Linked DNA regions of Mus musculus: all the other regions are linked to region 2. A link is a contact called in public Hi-C and capture Hi-C data. All regions are on one chromosome and are shown on one strand. The core of a region is the stretch at or near the end of the contact, and the rest is flanking DNA. Distances in the headings are between cores, read along the strand shown. Region 1 has its middle 10 kb from the start of 4930471E19Rik. Region 2 overlaps Msrb3 (methionine sulfoxide reductase B3). Region 3 has its middle 7.7 kb from the start of 4930471E19Rik.

What was found. A called contact is a pair of places that touch in the nucleus more often than the background predicts. Capture Hi-C pulls out chosen DNA fragments and counts their contacts.
Region 1: a contact with region 2 is called in a capture Hi-C map of embryonic tail, with 3 times the contacts expected there. The contact joins two enhancer-like sites. A contact is called at or near these places in 2 of 15 datasets of contacts at CTCF or cohesin (the NIH/3T3 cell line and stem cell-derived epiblast-like cells), 3 of 484 Hi-C or Micro-C datasets (the G1E-ER4 cell line, nephron progenitors and palatal mesenchyme), 5 of 115 datasets of contacts at active chromatin or transcription factors (the NIH/3T3 cell line, a colorectal cancer cell line, embryonic stem cells and 2 more) and 3 of 9 other capture datasets (embryonic stem cells, embryonic tail and embryonic trunk).
Region 3: a contact with region 2 is called in a Hi-C map of the HPC-7 cell line, with 3 times the contacts expected there. The contact joins two enhancer-like sites. A contact is called at or near these places in 1 of 15 datasets of contacts at CTCF or cohesin (the NIH/3T3 cell line), 6 of 484 Hi-C or Micro-C datasets (CD4 T cells, the HPC-7 cell line, embryonic fibroblasts and 2 more) and 7 of 115 datasets of contacts at active chromatin or transcription factors (the NIH/3T3 cell line, a colorectal cancer cell line, embryonic fibroblasts and 4 more).

Annotation. Positions count from the first base shown.
Region 1 is chr10:120,645,111-120,647,873 of GRCm38.p6, reverse strand. No RefSeq gene overlaps it. Among named protein-coding and RNA genes, the nearest start is that of 4930471E19Rik, 10 kb to the right of the region's middle. RefSeq lists an enhancer at 1-1,831. Within about 2 kb of position 1,478, at least 86 of the 459 cell types and tissues checked have an H3K27ac peak or open chromatin away from gene starts, as enhancers often do. A contact at or near this core is called in embryonic tail and nephron progenitors, where this site is marked.
Region 2 is chr10:120,871,210-120,874,061 of GRCm38.p6, reverse strand. All of the region lies in intron 1 of Msrb3 (methionine sulfoxide reductase B3), which reads left to right. Among named protein-coding and RNA genes, the nearest start is that of Gm15910, 15 kb to the right of the region's middle. Within about 2 kb of position 1,456, at least 93 of the 459 cell types and tissues checked have an H3K27ac peak or open chromatin away from gene starts, as enhancers often do. A contact at or near this core is called in embryonic tail and nephron progenitors, where this site is marked.
Region 3 is chr10:120,626,842-120,629,914 of GRCm38.p6, reverse strand. No RefSeq gene overlaps it. Among named protein-coding and RNA genes, the nearest start is that of 4930471E19Rik, 7.7 kb to the left of the region's middle. Within about 2 kb of position 1,599, at least 70 of the 459 cell types and tissues checked have an H3K27ac peak or open chromatin away from gene starts, as enhancers often do.

The DNA.
Region 1 (2,763 bases), core at 229-2,728, 230 kb after region 2:
TTCTTCTGTTGGGGTGCTAGTACTTCCTACTGCCTTGCCTTAAGAAGATTCATTTCTATTTGGCTACCAGTTAGAGGTCCAAAGGTAGAGAATGTTAAAGCCGAGGGAAGAGCGAGGGACATCCAGCCTGCGCGTCGCCGCAGACTTCAAGCTGGAAGTGAGAGCCAGCCTACCTGAAGCAGGGTTAGGACCCAATCTCACCCTAACTTTTAGAAACGTTCTTCCCTGTACCACGCTTTCTTTATGATCCTCTCTCTGTGTGTCTCTTTCTTTTTCTGTGTGTGGGAGTGTGTATGTGGTGTACTGTGGTGTGAGTGTATGTGTGTGTGTGGTATGGTGTGTGTGTGTGTATGGTTTGATGTGTTGTGGTATGTTTGTATGTATGTGTGTGTGTGTGGTGTGTGTATGGTGTGTAGTGTGGTGTGTGTTTCTGTGACTCCGGGTTTAAGCACTCAGCAGGATCATAAGGATTCATGTTTGCTAAGCCAGAGAAATCAAATGCATAGCATCAAAACCCTCCCACTTGGAAAAACATTAGAATCCTGGGAATTTCTGGAAACACCAGAGAGCCCAGCCCCAGGACCTGCAGTGTAAACACTGTGGCTAATTTGTTGAAGTGAGATGCCATTGGTGATTCTCCCTGCCTTGAGAGACGACAGGACTCCCGGGCGGAACAAAGCAGATTGCTGTAGTAGATTGCCGGCCTGCAGAGGCCGGCTGTGGAGAGTGATCAGGAAAACACCAGACACGGTACTGAGACAGATCATCTTTCTTAAAGAGGAGTTAAAAAAAAGAAAAAGAAAAAGAAATTTAAAAAAAGAACTCAAAAGGAATTCCCCTCCCCGGGAGTTTGCCTTGAAGAGGGCAATCATTTCTCTGGCTCCGCTCCTGCCCACAGACTGTTGGACACAACGGGAGAGCGAAGCTTGGCTCTGCTCGCTCGCTTGCTTACAGAAGCAGCTCTCAGACCAGTGGACAAGGCTAACGCTGCCGAGAGCAAGCTGAAGGCTGGATAGCACTCGAGCAATCGAGTTAGACACAGTTAACTCTCAACAAGCGTCCTGCTCACTATGATTTCATAGGGCTTATTCATATAACCAAAAAACGGTGCTCTTCAGCACTTAGTTGTTTATTATTATTATCATCATTATTATTAATCAAAGCAAGGTGTCCATATGCTGGTCTGCAGAATGGCCTCCCTGGCCTACCAAAGTTTACCATTTCGACTAGGTTTGATCTGGGGCTTACGGCTTTTTCTTTTTCCTTCCCATGGATTTAAAGACTATTCTATTTATTTGCATGGAGTGTTTTAAAAATATCTTTTTAAGTTCTCATTTCCACTCATCAATAGAATACTTCTACCCTCTTTCTATTCTGGTACTAAAGAATGGAAAATCTAGCGCTAAGATCAGAACACTGCCCTTCCTCATGCCCAGGCTACTACTGGAAAATTCCGGTTACCAGACTGCGGTGGCTCACCCAGGAGGAGGTGGTGCAGCTCAGACAGGACTCACTTCTTCTCCTGTGCATTTTCAGGGCGTGGCCACTTTGTCTTCCTAAAAACAGCATTTTAAATGATACTTCCTTTAGGAAATAAGACCCACTTTGGGGTTTTTAAGAGTACTTACCTTCAAGGAAAAAAATTTAAGGGCCACAAAATGCCCTCTGAGGTTGGCTTAGTGGAAGGTAGAAGTTTCTTCTATTTTCAGTTCCAGCTAGGAGGGCAACCATTATGATGCACTTTGAAATGCTATTAGTCAATTTTTTCAGTATTCTAATTCTAGGTGGCAAATGGCATTGACTCTCAGTTGCTTGTGGCTGCAAATAGTCTCTCTCTCTCTCTCTCTCTGTGTGTGTGCGTGTGTGTGTCTCCCCCTCTCTGTCTCTTTTTGTCTCCCTCTCTCCATCTCTGTCTCTGTCTGTCTGTCTATCTCCCTCTCTCTGTCTCTCATTTTTCTCTGTCTCCCATCTGTCTCTTCTCTGTCTGTCTGTCTCTTTCTTTCTCCCTTCTGAATCTTTCTTTCTCTCTCCCCCCCCCCCCCTCCCTACCTCCAGGGAGGATGTGAATATAGGCAGTGAGATTTCATCTTGCTCAATGAATATGTTCAAGTTGCCTTCATCTATCTCATTCTGGGGTGAATGGCTGACTGGGACTTGCTCTAATGGGACACTTTAAACCAGAGGCACAAGCAAGCATCTTCTTGCATTCCATTGGCCAGAGCAAATCATATGGTAAATTTGGGGAACACACTTTGCCTGCCCTATACAAAGATCCTGCAGACGTAAATGACAAGGGGTATGGTGTATGGGCTGAAAATCCTCCCTCACCCCACTGCTGGGGATCAAACCCAGGGTTTTACACATGGTCAGCAAGCGCTCTATGTCCTATCTCCAGTTTTCCAAAAGCTTTTTCTTTTCCCCATAATCATTCATGTTTATTTTAATTAAAATATAATTACAATACTTTGCCCCTCTCCTTTCTTTCCACCACTCCTTTCATGCCTCCCCCTCACCCACTCTTAAATTGATGGCCTTTCCCCTCTAATTATTATTTTTACATATATCTGTTTTGCTGTTATACACACACATATATGTGTATATATATATGTGTGTGTGTGTAACTATCTGTATCTATATCTATGCATCTGTATGTGTTATATATATGGTTATGTATATATGTCTATACACACACACACACACACACACACACACACATATATATATATATATATATATATATATATATATATATATATACACACA
Region 2 (2,852 bases), core at 207-2,706:
GAGATGCCCAGAACAACCAGTTTTATAGGTTAATCATTTACATTGAGTCTTCTACTCAGGAAGTGACTGAGTGCTTGGTTGTCATGTGCTGGGTAGTGAGATACAAAAAGGTCCCCTCCCTGCCCTGCAGCGTTAATTTAGAAGAGGCAAGAGTGCAAACCACACCAGTATCCTGAAAACTGCCATAGGAGAGCCGGGGGCTCGTCAGGCGTTCTGTAGGGTCAGCGCTGGGAAAGCTATGCTGTGACCAGCAGATGGTGGGAAACAGTATCAGAGAGCATGGACTCGCAACGGAGGCTTGTTCTGGGGAAACCGTGAGCAGTGCATCCAGCAGGGCCATGGGACAGGATAGGATGTGGTGAGAAACACAGGAAGAAGGCATGGAGTTAGATGGATGGGGAGGAGGGGTCTGGGAGGACCTGGGAAGAGTTGAGCAGAGGTGAAACCAGGATCAGAATGTACTGATGGGAGATTTAGTTTTCGTAAATGTTTTCCGGCTCATGTAATACTAAGCAAATATCTGACAGCTAACTTTTTTTTAAAAAAACATATACCACATACTAGGAGAGGTCCCTTTAGCTAATTGCTCTTTTGAACTGCTATTTTAGAGTCGGAGAAGCAAAGGTAAGTAACTTGTCCAAGGTCATACAAGCAGTTACAGAGACAGACAGAGTTCCAGCCAGGCAGTCCGGCAACAAAGCTAGCACACATCCACGGTGACAGGCATCTTTCTGGGAATGGGTTGTGTATTTTACATCTGTCGTCAGGGTCCGTTTTCTATTGCAAGTGTAAAAATACACACTCCTCCCTCTCTTCCCTCAAAACCTCAGTCCCAAAATATTGTTTACCATGCTCCTGTTCCCGGACCGGACACATTAAAGGCGCATCTCGTGGGTGCTTCTGTTGGACGGAGCTAAGCAGGGCATGCAGACACAGGTGGGCAGAACTGCCTTTCAGTCCATGGCTCAGACACATATTCCCAGGGTGCTGGGCACTTCACAAGCATTCTGTAAACTTGCCCACCTTCTCTAACATACTTGTGAGCATTCACGTAATTAAGGCTGTATCAGTGCCCAGCCTATAACACGGGAGATTTGTGAGTGGCTCACACCATGACAGGTTGTGTTCCTTCGTTCTTCCACATCCGAAAAGCCAAGGTGTCTGTGTCAGTAACTCTATCCATTGCTGCACTGCTTGGTGTTAGTATAGCACTTCCAGGGTCGACTTTAAGCACCAAAAAGGAAACAAAGCAGTTTAAACGCCCCCAAACTGGGCAAGACCAATTTGCCACTAGATGGCGCTCTGGCTATTTGGGTAGGGGAAAAAAAAAAAAAAAGATCGAGTAAGGACTATTAAATCACAGCCACTTTGAGCCCCTGGTATTTGCAGTCCTAGGCTTTTAATTGTAGCCGGCATCTTTGTTCTTTGCCTGACCTGCGGAGTGACGTCACTGCCTTGCTTCCTGTGTGCTGGCTTTGACACAAGCCAGATGGCCACAGTGATCCGTAGGCGCCCAGGCCGCCTGGTACAGCGGTTGATGAAACGGAATAGGAAGGCATTTTATGGTCAGCTGCGGGAGCACTGAGAGGCCGCAGCTTTGCTAAGTAATTACATTTACCGCACATACTTTATCCCTCATGGGGAAGGGTCTCATGGAGGGGGAAAAAAAAACTTACATTTTTATTTACGGCGTTGTGAGGTATAGACCTTTGATCTTTTATTAGCCAGTAGTCTGCTACAAAGGCATGCAGTCTTTGCCTGCTCCGCAGTCACTCGTGAAAATGACATCTTTATTTATGTCTAACGGTTCTCAGGCTGCGCATTGTGATTCTTAGCCCCCACCCCCACCCCAACCCCTCCAGTTAGTAACACAAAAATGTTTTGCTTCTGTAGTGAGTTTAGTTTGGGAAAGTCAGAGTTCAGGCATGTTAATACAAGCAGATTTCGGTCAGATATACTCCAGAGCGACTTGGTCAAATAGATTACTGTTTATCACATGTTTGCTCTTCAAGGGGGTCAGGAGAGTCCAGGAAAAGACTTTTATTTCAGGGTAGGGAATGGAGGGGGTGGCGGCGAGGAAATGATCAAGACATTAGTTTCATTCCATCTTTGGACATTAGGCAGTTGAAGTTACTTAACACGGCGTTTTTAAATAAAACACGAGAGATTGATAATCACCCAGTATTCTTCAATCTCATTTGAACTTAGTCCACACCAATCACGGCCCTGCGTGAGATCTTTACGCACCAATCATGGCCCTGCGTGAGATGTTTACGCACCAATCACAGCCCTGTGTGGCATGCTTATGAAAACCCCACAAGCTGGACTTTTGTCTTAATATCGTATAGGTTGGGGATTCTTCTACGTGATTCATTTCTCAAGACTTCAGTAAAATATTTTCTACCCCTTTCAATGTTGGGTCATGAGTTCTACTCCCAGAATTTTATTTAGAGGTTAAAAATCATAGAATTAAACGAAAGGGCACCTTCCCTATGCCTTCTTCAAAGTTAACGGATTGTGGAGCAAAGTCTCATAGTCGTCCTTCATCTTTTGTTTTTTTGTTTTTTTTTTTTTTCCCTTGTCTTAAAGGGCAAGTCTCTACGTAAGGACACATTTTGGCTCTGCTGTTAAATGAGCGTTTCCCACACCACGTTTGCTCTGTGTCCTTGGATCTTCGAGCCTCGATTGCACTCACATATGTACTGGGGATAAAGCCAGCCTCCTCAGCGAGTGCAGGAATTCACAGTGGCAGGGAGAGTCAGCTGTCCATCCGAAACCGCCGCACTATGGTTTATTAGCACTGTGCGTGCGCTTAGCCCTAGGTCAACCCAAGCCATCAGTTGTTCCATGAG
Region 3 (3,073 bases), core at 350-2,849, 240 kb after region 2:
CCATTTTGACAAATAACCCTTATGGGTGTTTAAAACCAAAAGATCGAATATTTAAAGCAGAAATATGAGCTGTGACTTCATGGGTGTTCTGTGAAGAGATGCATAAAGCTGTACAAATAGATAGCCTTTCAGACAGGACATAACAGACCCAGCTTTGTACATTTGCAAATATACAGAGGAGAAGAGCCCAGACATTGCTTTGAACCCAACATTTCCCCCTGAAGTCAGTTTAAATGGAAGACTGGAGGTAGTTAAAGCTGCTATAGCTTTAAAAGGAGATCTTACAAATACTTTTGGTTTTAAAAGCTGATGTCACCGATTCATAATATAAGAGGTGACATTAAACCTACTACCCCCCTTCATTACTACCACTCTTGGGCTGGAAAATATAGGCAAAACCAACACTGGATCTCATGGTTGGGGTGGGAACAAACGGATGGCTATAAAAGATGTCTTGTAGACTCCAGGACATGAGACCCTGGTGCTGGGAAGTCTTAAGACAGCAGCAAACCCACAGAACTGGAATTACACCCGGCTCTGCAGATGACCTGATGGTGGCACAGGGCTTGGAACAGTTCGAAGAGGAAAACAGAATCCCAAGAGAATCCTCCAAGGGAAGGGTCTCAAGAGATTCTCTGAGTATATCTTTATTCTATGGAGTCTATTTTTCCCAGATGTCCTGAGGCCACCATTACCTCTACCAAGATTCAACTCAGAGTACTTCGTGTTGTCCTCAAGCAGCGAGCAAGAGAAGAGAGCATGCCTTATGTTCTAGGTCCCTACAGATGGTTTCAACAAAGACATTTGTCTTGATAGTCACTGTTTGTATTTTACCTTAAGTACAACTCATTTATACGGAGTTGACCCAGTCAGTGGGTGAAGAAGAGGTTACCTGGAAACAAGATACGGAACTATCTAGCAATAGAAACTAAATTGATGAGCCGGGCGTGGTGACGCACGCCTTTAATCCCAGCACTCAGGAGGCAGAGGCAGGCAGATTTCTGAGTTCGAGGCCAGCCTGGTCTACAGAGTGAGTTCAGGACAGCCAGGGCTATACAGAGAAACCCTGTCTCAAAAAAACAAAAACCAAACCAAACAAAACAAAAAGAACATTTATAGGATAGAGATTGTTATCACTAATGTATTACAGAAGAGAAAATGAGAACCCAGCGACTCTAATTTTTTGTTCATTCACGTAGCTGATATTCCGAAGGGCCCGATTTCGTACCAGGCACAGGAAATACAAAGACAAAACAAAGCTAGTCGTGATCTGATGGAGTTTATTGTCTACGATGTTTTAAAAAATAGTAAAGAAATTGTGGGCAGTCAGTGGGCAAAGAGGTTAGCTGGAGACAAGAGTTTGTAAGATATTTAGGCTCAAATATGCTGAACTATCTAGCAGTAGTTATTATGAATGCATTGCTGGACACAGGTGACACATGGATACAATAACGGTAAAATAGAGAGCACTGCCTACCTCTGAGTAATCTTAAGTAATCTTAAGATGCCAAGAGGGCTTTGAATCAACAGAGTTCACGTGAAAGTCAAAGCAACAGCGGGACGGCAGGAAGTAAATACAGACTCATGAAATCCTATTACCCAGCCAGAGCCATCAGCCACAGTTCCACATGGGTGTAGCCCAGAGCAGGAAGAAGAGTGAGTCAGAGTCATGCCTTTGTGAAGATCTTTGTCAGAGATGCACATGATCTTGGTTCTTGGGGCAGGTTGGGGACATGAAGCTCAAACTCTCAGAGTCATTCTCACCACACCATGGCTCTCACCCCAGATCTCCTCCTGCTCCAGCAGATTTCCATCCCCTCACCCCATCCATGCCTGAGCAGCGGCAAGAAAAAAACAGAGGCACAAGCCAGCCATAAGACACTTGTGTTTATCACTCATTGACGAGGGCTAGCCACGTGGGCGGCTCTACTGTTGAGGACTTTTAAAAGATGCTGATATGGCTGCCATCATGTCCACTTCAAACTTCATGATGATGTTTAGTGTAGAAAGGAGAGAGGAGAACATCTGGAAGATGACTGGGAATATCAGCCCCTGACATGTATTCCAAAGTCAATCAGAAGGATCGTGAATTACTGTCTTAAAGTTCTGACTGAGCCCTCCAGGCAATGGGGGAGGGGGGGTCCACTGAAGGGGTTTGATCAAGGACCTCACATAACTGTGTCTTTAATGCAGACAGTAGACAGGAGAGGGTAAGATTGGTGGTGGAGGGACCAGGTAGGAGAAAACTGCGATGATCTCTCAGGATAAGAGAGCAGAGGTCCTATTTACTTAATATCAGAGATACCAGGAGGAGGGGAACACAAGCATTGCCTGTTGGGCTAGGTAAGTAGTAGGAGATAGAATGCAGAATCTCTGGCCTCCAGTTCAAGCCCACGTAACATAAGAATCTTTCCTGGGGCCAATGGCTCAGTTGTTAAGAAAGTGGCTACTTTTCCAAAGGACCTGAGTTCGATTCCAGCACCCACATGGTGGCTCACAATCGTCTCTAATTCGAGTCTCAGGGTATTCATACCTCATTCTGACTTCTTCTGACACCAGACACACATGCCATGCACAGACCTATGTGCAGGCAAGACACCCATACACACAAAAATGAAAAATTTTTTAAAGCACCTTTTAAAATTATATGTTTGACAAAGTTTCTCATTACAAAATCGTTATGGTACACAACCTGATGTGTTGACTGTAACATTGTGGTATGCCTAAATGTAGCAAATTGTCATATATATTATCTCACATACTTTATTTTTATGGTAAGAATAGTCCAAATCTTTCTTTTTAAAGCAGTCCTCAATTATACAGTATTGTCACTGAACACGGTCACTATGGTATCTATCAGATTTCTGTCAGAGAGCTAGCATCCTTTGACTGGCCTCCCGTAGTCCATTTGAGACCCTGGCAAGCTCCCTTCTGGTCTCTGAGTCTATAAAATGGATTTTTTAAAAAAAATAATTTATTTTTATTTAATATGCATTGGTGTTTTGTTTTCACATGTGTCTGTATAAGTGTTGGAGCCCCAGAAACTGGAGTTACAGACAATTGTATACTGCCA